Linked DNA regions of Mus musculus: region 1 is linked to region 2. A link is a contact called in public HiCAR-type data. All regions are on one chromosome and are shown on one strand. Each heading gives the region's core, a stretch centred on a gene start, on an enhancer-like site or on the middle of the called end of the contact. The rest is flanking DNA. Distances are from core to core; before and after follow the strand shown. Region 1 overlaps Prkaa2 (protein kinase, AMP-activated, alpha 2 catalytic subunit). Region 2 holds the start of Fyb2 (FYN binding protein 2).

Region 1 (4,263 bases), core at 1,152-3,651, 120 kb before region 2:
GAGTCTGGTTGCTTACCTGTAATACGACTGGGGAGTATGAGGCAGGAAGATACGTTGGGGCCTAAGAACTAGATAGATAGCAAGACCTTGTTTCAAATTGAAACAATAAAGGAACTGTAGCATCCCATAAGAACATAGGAGAAACGATTGTCTCTGAGCGCCACGGTGTGGTCGTTAGTGACAGTGAGTAACACCTCTTCCCCAGAGCCTGATGCTAATTCAGATCTGCTCCATTGACCATGCACATAGGGTCATCCTGAGTCTGGGCTTGTACCACATGCTGGTTTTCCTAATCATATGATGCTTTTTAGGTAGAACATCTATTCTTTTTTTCCCTTAGAGGGTGACTGAAAAGTCCTAGACAAGGTTACTTATGGAAAACCAGAAGAGTAAGAGAGCAGTGGCTTTCTGTTGTGGCTTCATGGATAGCAAGCCAGTTTTATTCATTTTTCAATGGCCACTGAACGTTTTCTAAGTCCTTTTATTTAGGAAACCAAAATTGAAGCTATCTCAAAGTAAATCTACAGGGAGAGAGAAAACCAAACCATTCACAAGTTAGGGTTCTGTTTTGATCAAGAACTCTTGTAAAAGGCCCTTGCAACATCTGGTTATCTGCAGAGAGAAGCTAGGAGCCTAAGCTAAGCAGAAACATTAAGACCCTCTGTGTTAGGGAATTGGGTATATGTAGCACAGTAATTCTCTACTTTATGCAAGTAAGTATTCAAGAATATTTACTTAATTCTCAATCTACTCTTTTCTTAGCTAGTTTGTACTCAGGGAACACAAATTTAATACAAATGAAATGAAACACAATTTGGAAAATAATCGTAAACAACCGAATCAGATTTTTATACTGCTTCATCTGTAGTCTCTGCTAACATGCAAGCATGCTTAGTTAATGTGGGCCCCACACTGATGTTCATAAGACTTAACAGCCTGGAACATACCTAACACAGATACCACAGCTCTGCCTGGTCACTCCCAGGGTGAAGTCTCATACCTAAATGTGAGACTGCCCGTAGACTTGTCTGCTTTGTGTTTGGTTCAGTCTGGCAACTTGTCCTTCAGTTCTCTGTGGCTTGTTAAGTAGGGCTTATGGCTTAGTAGTTCTTGGCAACTCTGTTGAAAACTCTGGATAGTAAGTGTGATCTAGGACTTGGCCTCAATTTAAAACCCTAAAATGAAAGGGATGGACACAGAGCTATCGTCCCTCTGAGCTCTGAAGTCATGCCTTGTTTACTACTTCAGAGCGTCAGTGTGAGTGTTCACATTTTATGTATTTGTTTGCTAGTATGAGTGTTTTTTCCTTAGTCCGAGGCATTTCAAAGGTACACTAACCAAAAGTACTTGGACTACTGGAATGCAAAACTGAAAACATGGTGTGGATTTAGCATTCATTAGAAGATGACTGCTAGGTAGCAGTGGTGGGGCCCATGCATTTCCAGGTCTGCTAGTGCTCCCTCGCAGTACCCAGTCCAGTAAGCAGGCTCACTGCAGTTGATCATCTTCTGGGCTGAACAGAAAGAGTTTGTGAAACATCTGAGAGTCAAGTAATAAAAATAAACACTGGTGTGTTGTTTGTAAGTCCTGGAATGACATATAGTAGTTATAAGTGAATGTAGTTAGTCTAATTATAAAAGCTAGTTGATTGCACTAACTAGATGTAATTTTGTGAAATATTTATGATTATATTGATTTTATTATAAGTATTTATAAGTTATTGAGGGTGCTTAAAATCCAGAAAAATCTCTAGGACATATTTTTTTTTCTGAAATTGTATTTATATGATTTGGGTGTAGGGAGTTTTATACTGGTGACTGAGCCCAGGCTTCCCGTGTAAGAAGCAAGGGCTTAACTTCAACCTCAATCCCCTGGCCCTCTACATGATTCTGAAAGTCCAGGCGCTCTTTGTCGAGGAAAATTAGCCCCAGCCCGATCTAAATGATCACAGTTTGTGACTGCTAGCTGAACTAGGCTTATCTAAATTTCATTTTGGCCATTTTTAATTTTGTGCATAAATGAGATGACACTGTTTTTATACAGTGTGTCTCTCTGAGCTACCTAATCACTATTGGCTCTGATAGAAGTTCACCAAGCCTTTTTAAACTTGGAAACGTAACTTAAGTTAATGAGCTTTAAGTCATGCATATATGTATGTGTATATATACATATGGATTATGTAAACAAGTTAGCAGCGGCGTCTTTATCAGCGGCGCCTTTCCTTGAATATTTATGATGCGGTTGATGCTACTGAACAGTAATACCGTGAGGAACAGGCCCCAGTCTAGACTCTAGACTGGATGGAGTTTTGATTAAGCTTCTTCAGCCATAACCTGTTCAGAATCAGGTCCAATCCAGACGTTATCAGACTGCAGGCCTGTATTTTGTGAGCCAACATTAATGTTTACTGCCAGCCTTGCATAGCAGTGCCGGTTGCGACTGCATGTGACTTTTAGTAACTGTAGTTTATGTCTAAAAGCAGTTCAAGTTTTATAGAGGTAATTCATGATTATTTGAACAAGCAGGGTGGGTAATTCAAATATATTTAAAGTGCAATTAAGGAAATTCTAGGGTATAATATTCTTTCCAGTTTTAAAAAAAATAGTTAAGGATTTTTAGAATGTCCTAGAATGAAAAAAATTTTTTTTGGACAGACTTTTTAAAAAACAAGGTTTATACAGATTTTTTTTTTTAATTCAAGGTTTGCTACTTTGTGTTTATTTAAATTTGCAAAGAGAAACCGAAGCCTCCTAGGAAAGAGTTGCATTGTTATTTTTCTCCTGCTAGTCTGAATGTGCATTTTCACAGCTAAAAGTCACTTGTAAATAAGGTTTGTTACCACATTCGAAGCCCATGTTTTCTAAATGGAGAACATTTTCCCAGAATCAAAGAGACATAGACCCACTGTCTACACAAAGAAAGAAAGCGTACCTGGTGCCTTCTCAAATAATTGTAGAGTCAAAGTGAACGTGTTCCAAGTCTGCCCCACCCCACCCCCTCTCCTGTTCCTCGGGTTCTCTGTGACCTACCTGTCCCTCCCACAGACGGTCACAGGATTTGCTTCTGCCCTTTCAGTTCTACTTGACCAAACCTCACAGCATCACCAGTGACGTTCTTCACTGAATACATTTTCTCTTTCACTTATTTCACTTTTTAAAGCCACCTGGGAAAATATTTGGCTGCCTTCTTATGCTTTTAAAATGAATGCAATTATTAGCAGTGTTTATATTTGAAAGTTTATAAAGGAAAGAAATTCAGAGCTAAGGACTGACTCTTAATTGGATCTAATTCCCTGTGTGTTACGATAGCAGCACAAGTTATGTAACCTTGTGTAGTTTTCTCTTGTACAAAATGTGGATGATAACCTACCTCACAGATGTGTGTGAGAAGCCGTTTCAAAGCCCCTAAGTAGGGGTTTATAGTCCCATCCTCAGTGTCAATCCTCCCTTTTTTACTAGACACCTTTGAGAATGGTAGGATGAGTATCTTGTTTTTAGATGTCATATGTAATAAGGGCATAGTGCTGAGAATGTTTAAGACACAGTTTCACAAATCATAGTGTTCTTACTGTAAGACACTTAAAAATTTCTTGAAAACCTCAAATGTTTAAATATCGAATCTGTCTTTTGTTTCAATAAATATTGTTATTCAAAGTGTTGTCTGAAGCTGCCTTAATGTACCAAAATACAACTGTCAAAACTGTTCACAACTATATTCATGGTTGTACTGTTTTGAGTGTTCATTTTGAAGTTGCTATGAACTATGACCTTGAAGGATAGTATTTTGATATTATTTTGGTAGGAATAGTTGTGGTTTTTTTTTTCATCATGTTTAACAGTGACTTTTGTGTGTAAAAAATAAAACTGAAACTTGGCAGATACTAGGTTGTGTCCATGATCATCACGTAGTGTATTACTGGATAGTAATAATTTGACTTGCTTTTCTGGGGCACCATGCATTCGTTCTTAGCCTATACAATAGTCCCATAATATATGGCGCAGTGGCAGAGTACATCTCTATTTAAAAACATTGTTAAATTATTGAAATTGGGACTACTTTTTATAATCAGTTTCAGAACAGAAACCAACAGATTTACAGTTATTTTATTTAAATAACTGTAGATTATAATTTTAGTTTTATTTGTTACATATTCTTATGAGTTCAATGATCAGTGAAAAGGGTCATCTTTAGTAACCGTATAGAAAAGAGAGTGAGTTGCATAGCAGTTCCTATGTGCAGGCTCCCTCTGATTAATGTTTGCAC
Region 2 (4,054 bases), core at 476-2,975:
TGAGAAACTACCCATATTTCTCTTTGGGTCCTTCCCCCTCATCTTTCTGAGCAGAGGAAGACGTGCACTGATTTTTCTTGTTCTATAAAATGTTACTAGGAAGCAAATACGTCCTTTGGTACTTTTTGTACATCCTGTCTGTTCGGCTGGAGTAATTAATTCTTGCTCCTGCTGCCTGGCTTAGAGCCGGCTCCCAGGAGCTATGATTCACCAACCTGAGCCTAGGCCCTAGCCCTGTTCTGACTGGTGGTGCCATACCATGTAGCAATAATGTACTGCCCTTCAGCTTCTTCACCTAAAAACCCCAGGGACAATGACCTCCAGGTCTTTGTCCCATCAGGTTGATAAGCAGAAGTGGTGGTGGGCAGTTCGGATGCTGGCTAGCCAGAGAGGGCAGAATGTAAATGCTTTTCTTTTCTTTTCTTTTTTCTGAATCCACAGGCTGAATCAGTTCAGCCTGGCAAGTTGCCAACTCGGAAGAAGGTCCCAAAAGTTGACCAATAGAGGTTGACATGGTGACACCTGCCTGTAATTCAAGCATTTAAAAGGTTGAGGCCAGTCTGGGCTGTAAATCCATACCCTTTCTAAATAAAATAATTTCCCCCACCCCACTAAAGGAAGTAGTTTCTAAACATGGTAGCACCACAAATGGGCTGGAACTGGGGTTCTTGGCTCCCCCTTTCCAAAACTCAACTAACTGAATGGTGTGAACCACCAGAGGTACCAGTGTTGCCAGAGATGCAAGCACCCCTTTAAAACTCCAGAGCAATCCTTGCCAGCCACAGATGAGCGAATCCACCATCCTGACTGTAAACCAAACATCTGGGTGGGAAGTAACACAATTTCAATAGTAAATAACTTTGTTCCCAAATATGTAATAGAGACATGGCACAACATGCTTGTATATATCTGTGAAATGCAAGTCACTAACAGAACAGCAGGGCAAGGACTAGAAGGGATGGGGTTAGCCAGGCAAAATCTCTGACTATGCTAACAGCATCCAGCTGATCGAAGCCATTCAAACCCTCGCGTTGCTTTTGTCAAAACCAAAATCCTCCAGTGTCCCCCTGTGTGGCTCAGACTGGCTTTAGCTTTTCAACACCCCAGCCTCTGGAGCTACCGCAAGCCTGGGCTCTGTTTTTTCATGCACCTTCGGTCTCACTTAAGTGAGATAGATCCCTAGGGCTCAAGGGCATTAGCACTTTTGCCCCAGCCCACAGAGTTCTTAGGGAACAGCGATGTAAAAAATGCCACAGGGCATATCACTTACTACGAGGCTACCTTTTCCCAGAGTCATGCTCTGTCCTTGAACCTGGACACCCATCTGCCACCGCAGAGGCCGGACAGAGAAGGAAAGTCAACAATGAAGTGACAGGCACTTGAACTGTGCCCTGAGTTAGAGAGAGCTCCTCGGGTTCTATAGAGACAGAGGGCACAGGCTGCCTGAGCAAGGCCAGCATGCCAGTTTCATAGCGGGACACCTGACATGTTTGGCCCGGCCCAGGACACACTGGCAGCTCTTTCCCTAGAGCTTCCTCCTTTGGAAGGAACTAAAGTTCGCAAGATTACAGCCCACACGCGAGCGGGTGCCTTACCTCCTCCATTGTGGTCCTCCTAGGCAGCGACTGGGAGACAATGCCAGCTTCCCAGAGTTGGATCCTGGGGCCAACAATGCTCTCGCCTCCGCCAGCCAGCTTGCAGTCACTTCGCCTGTCCCGGAGGAGCTGGAGCCGGGGCTCCTCACCTGCTCCACCTGGGCTGTGGCTCCTCCCTCTCTCGGGTGGGCGGGCCTCCATCCTGCCAGCCGGACCTGCTGCATAGGGGTAGGGGCCGGTGTGTGGGCAGAAGGCCACTGGTCCCGGGCTTCCTTGCCATCACTCCCTTTGCACTGGTTTCATTTTGTGCCTGAGTCGGGTCCTCTCCCATCACATCCCATCTGGGGGAGTTTCTGAGAGCTGAGTACATCTTGTCCCTAAAGTTAGACTGAAAAAAAAAAAAAAAAAAGCTCAGGACACCGTGATCTCCTTTAGTGAGCGCCCTCACCCAACTCCGCCCCTGCTGATGGCTACTTAATTTCACAAAAGCTGCTCAGGGCTCCTAGAAAAGAAAGCTCTTAAGTGTCGCTAAGCTGGCAGGTGCTTTTATTGGGGGGGGGGGGGGGGTGAGCGGAAGCTGAAATAAATTACACCTGTTTTTAAAGACAGGCATGGTCGCGGTGTTTTAAGACATGAATCCCTTTAGCTCTTACAAGTAGCCCTGGAATCAAGTTCAGCTGTCCTCCTTTTAGCAGGGCACTAACTGGAGCTTGGAGAGATGGCCTTAACTAGCTCGGAGTGATGCTGGTAGGATGCTGAAGGAAAGGAGCTCTGATGGACAATGACTCCGGGTTCTGATTTCTTTGCTGTTTCCTGCCTGAGCTGATCCTGGCTGGAAACCCAAACTTCAGTTCCTAGATTTGGGGTGGGGGTGGGGGTGGGGCAGCAGATCTCTCAGCTGTCCTGGGGATTGGAGGTGGGCAGGTGCTCTGATTTATATACGGCCTGCTGAGTTTCATTGCTTTTTATGGACTAAAAAAAAAAATGTTTTTGTTTGTTTGTCTGTTTGGTTGTTGTTTGGTGCAGGTTCTCCTACTCAAGCTGCCTTCAAACTCACATTATAACTTGGAATGCCTCCAACCAAATCATTATTGTTGTCTTCTCTGTTTATAGCCCTGGCTATCCTGGCTATCACTGTGTAGACCAGGTTGGCCTCAAACTCACAGAGATCTATTTGCCTGTGTCTCCCTAGTGCTATGATTTAAGGCATGCACCACCATGCCTGGCTTTCAAAGTCTTAAAAAAGGTCGGTAACCGTAGGCCATCGAGGCGTCCCTGAGACGCTGCAACACTGAGAGGACAGTGAAGGTGTGCTGACTACCACACAACACCCACTGTTGGGTAGGCGAGACATGGGACCAGTACTTTGTCCACTCCAGAGTCACTGTCAGACCCTATGTGAGATACACATTAGACAGCATGCTTCCATGTATAAACACTGGCTCCTCAGACTTCAAGGCTTGAATGTGAACATGATTTTAGCAATAATCAGAATAAATTGTATATATCCCATGATTACCTTAAATACTTAAATTTTATTTTGTGTATTGAACACAGAAATTCATAATAAACAGTATTTATAATGGAAACAAAAAGTCTTAAAATAATAAGATTCCCTTGTCTTGACAGGAGCAGGGGAAGGAGAGTAGGTAGGAAGTACTGCTTGCTTGTCCCCTAAGAGGTAACCGACTGCACGATTTTCACTTTGCCCAGCACTGCTCACAGTCCTTTGCTGTCTTTCCTCAAGGCCAAGGGTCCTTTATGACCTATGCTCAGCACAGCTCTGCGCCCCAGGGGCCATTGGGCCTCCAACATCCCCATGGTCCCAACACAAGGGCTCCCCCTGGTGGCGTCAGGACAGCCTACATGGCCGAGGATAAGCAGGGCTTCAGGGTCTCCTAGAGGTTTCCTTTGGTTTGGCCCTAAACTAGTTAGAGTGGTGAGTCCTAGTGTTTACGAGGTACCTTCATTTAGCTGTTGGGCGTGGGGACTATATTGCCAGTAGGCTTGGCCTCCTCCTCCTTCCCTTGGGCTCTTTTGAATTTCCTGGCCTTTTCCTATACTTACTACGATCTAACTGTAGTTAACATTTAGAAGCTAGGATCTGCATGTGGGCAAGGAAGAGGTAGTTTTATTTCTAAGCCTGGGTTACCAATATAATGTTTCTTACTTCTATGTTTTCCTATGAATTTTATAACTTGGTTTTACTTTACAACTGAATACAATTCCACCTTGCATGTGTAACCCATTTCATTACCAGTTCATCTGTTGATGGACATCTAGGCTGATTTTTGTGTTAAGAGAGAGAAAGAATATGATGTTGAGTGAGTGGAAATGGCAGGATCTGGGCACAGTGGAGAAGGGGAAAGAGTATAACAAAATATATTGTATAATTTTTAAATTAATTAACTCTTCTGTGTGTATTTTGTCTGCATGTATTTATGTGCAGTACAGGTCTG

Evidence for each region. HiCAR-type assays count read pairs that join an accessible place to other places.
Region 1: a contact with region 2 is called in a HiCAR-type map of kidney, with 2.8 times the contacts expected there. The contact joins the enhancer-like site here to the promoter of Fyb2 in region 2. A contact is called at or near these places in 6 of 39 promoter capture datasets (frontonasal cranial neural crest, hippocampal neurons, liver and 2 more), 22 of 484 Hi-C or Micro-C datasets (the AtT-20 cell line, B cells, the C2C12 cell line and 15 more), 2 of 115 datasets of contacts at active chromatin or transcription factors (bone marrow-derived dendritic cells and kidney) and 2 of 9 other capture datasets (adipose tissue and embryonic stem cells).

What each region holds. Positions count from the first base shown.
Region 1 is chr4:105,029,264-105,033,526 of GRCm38.p6, reverse strand. It overlaps Prkaa2 (protein kinase, AMP-activated, alpha 2 catalytic subunit), which reads left to right. Exons shown (of 9, transcript NM_178143.2): 9 at 1-3,877. Among named protein-coding and RNA genes, the nearest start is that of Gm52670, 12 kb to the right of the region's middle. Within about 2 kb of position 2,401, at least 7 of the 459 cell types and tissues checked have an H3K27ac peak or open chromatin away from gene starts, as enhancers often do. A contact at or near this core is called in kidney, where this site is marked.
Region 2 is chr4:104,911,232-104,915,285 of GRCm38.p6, reverse strand. It overlaps Fyb2 (FYN binding protein 2), which reads right to left and starts at 1,725. Exons shown (of 20, transcript NM_001162980.2): 1 at 1,596-1,725. The coding sequence starts at 1,604.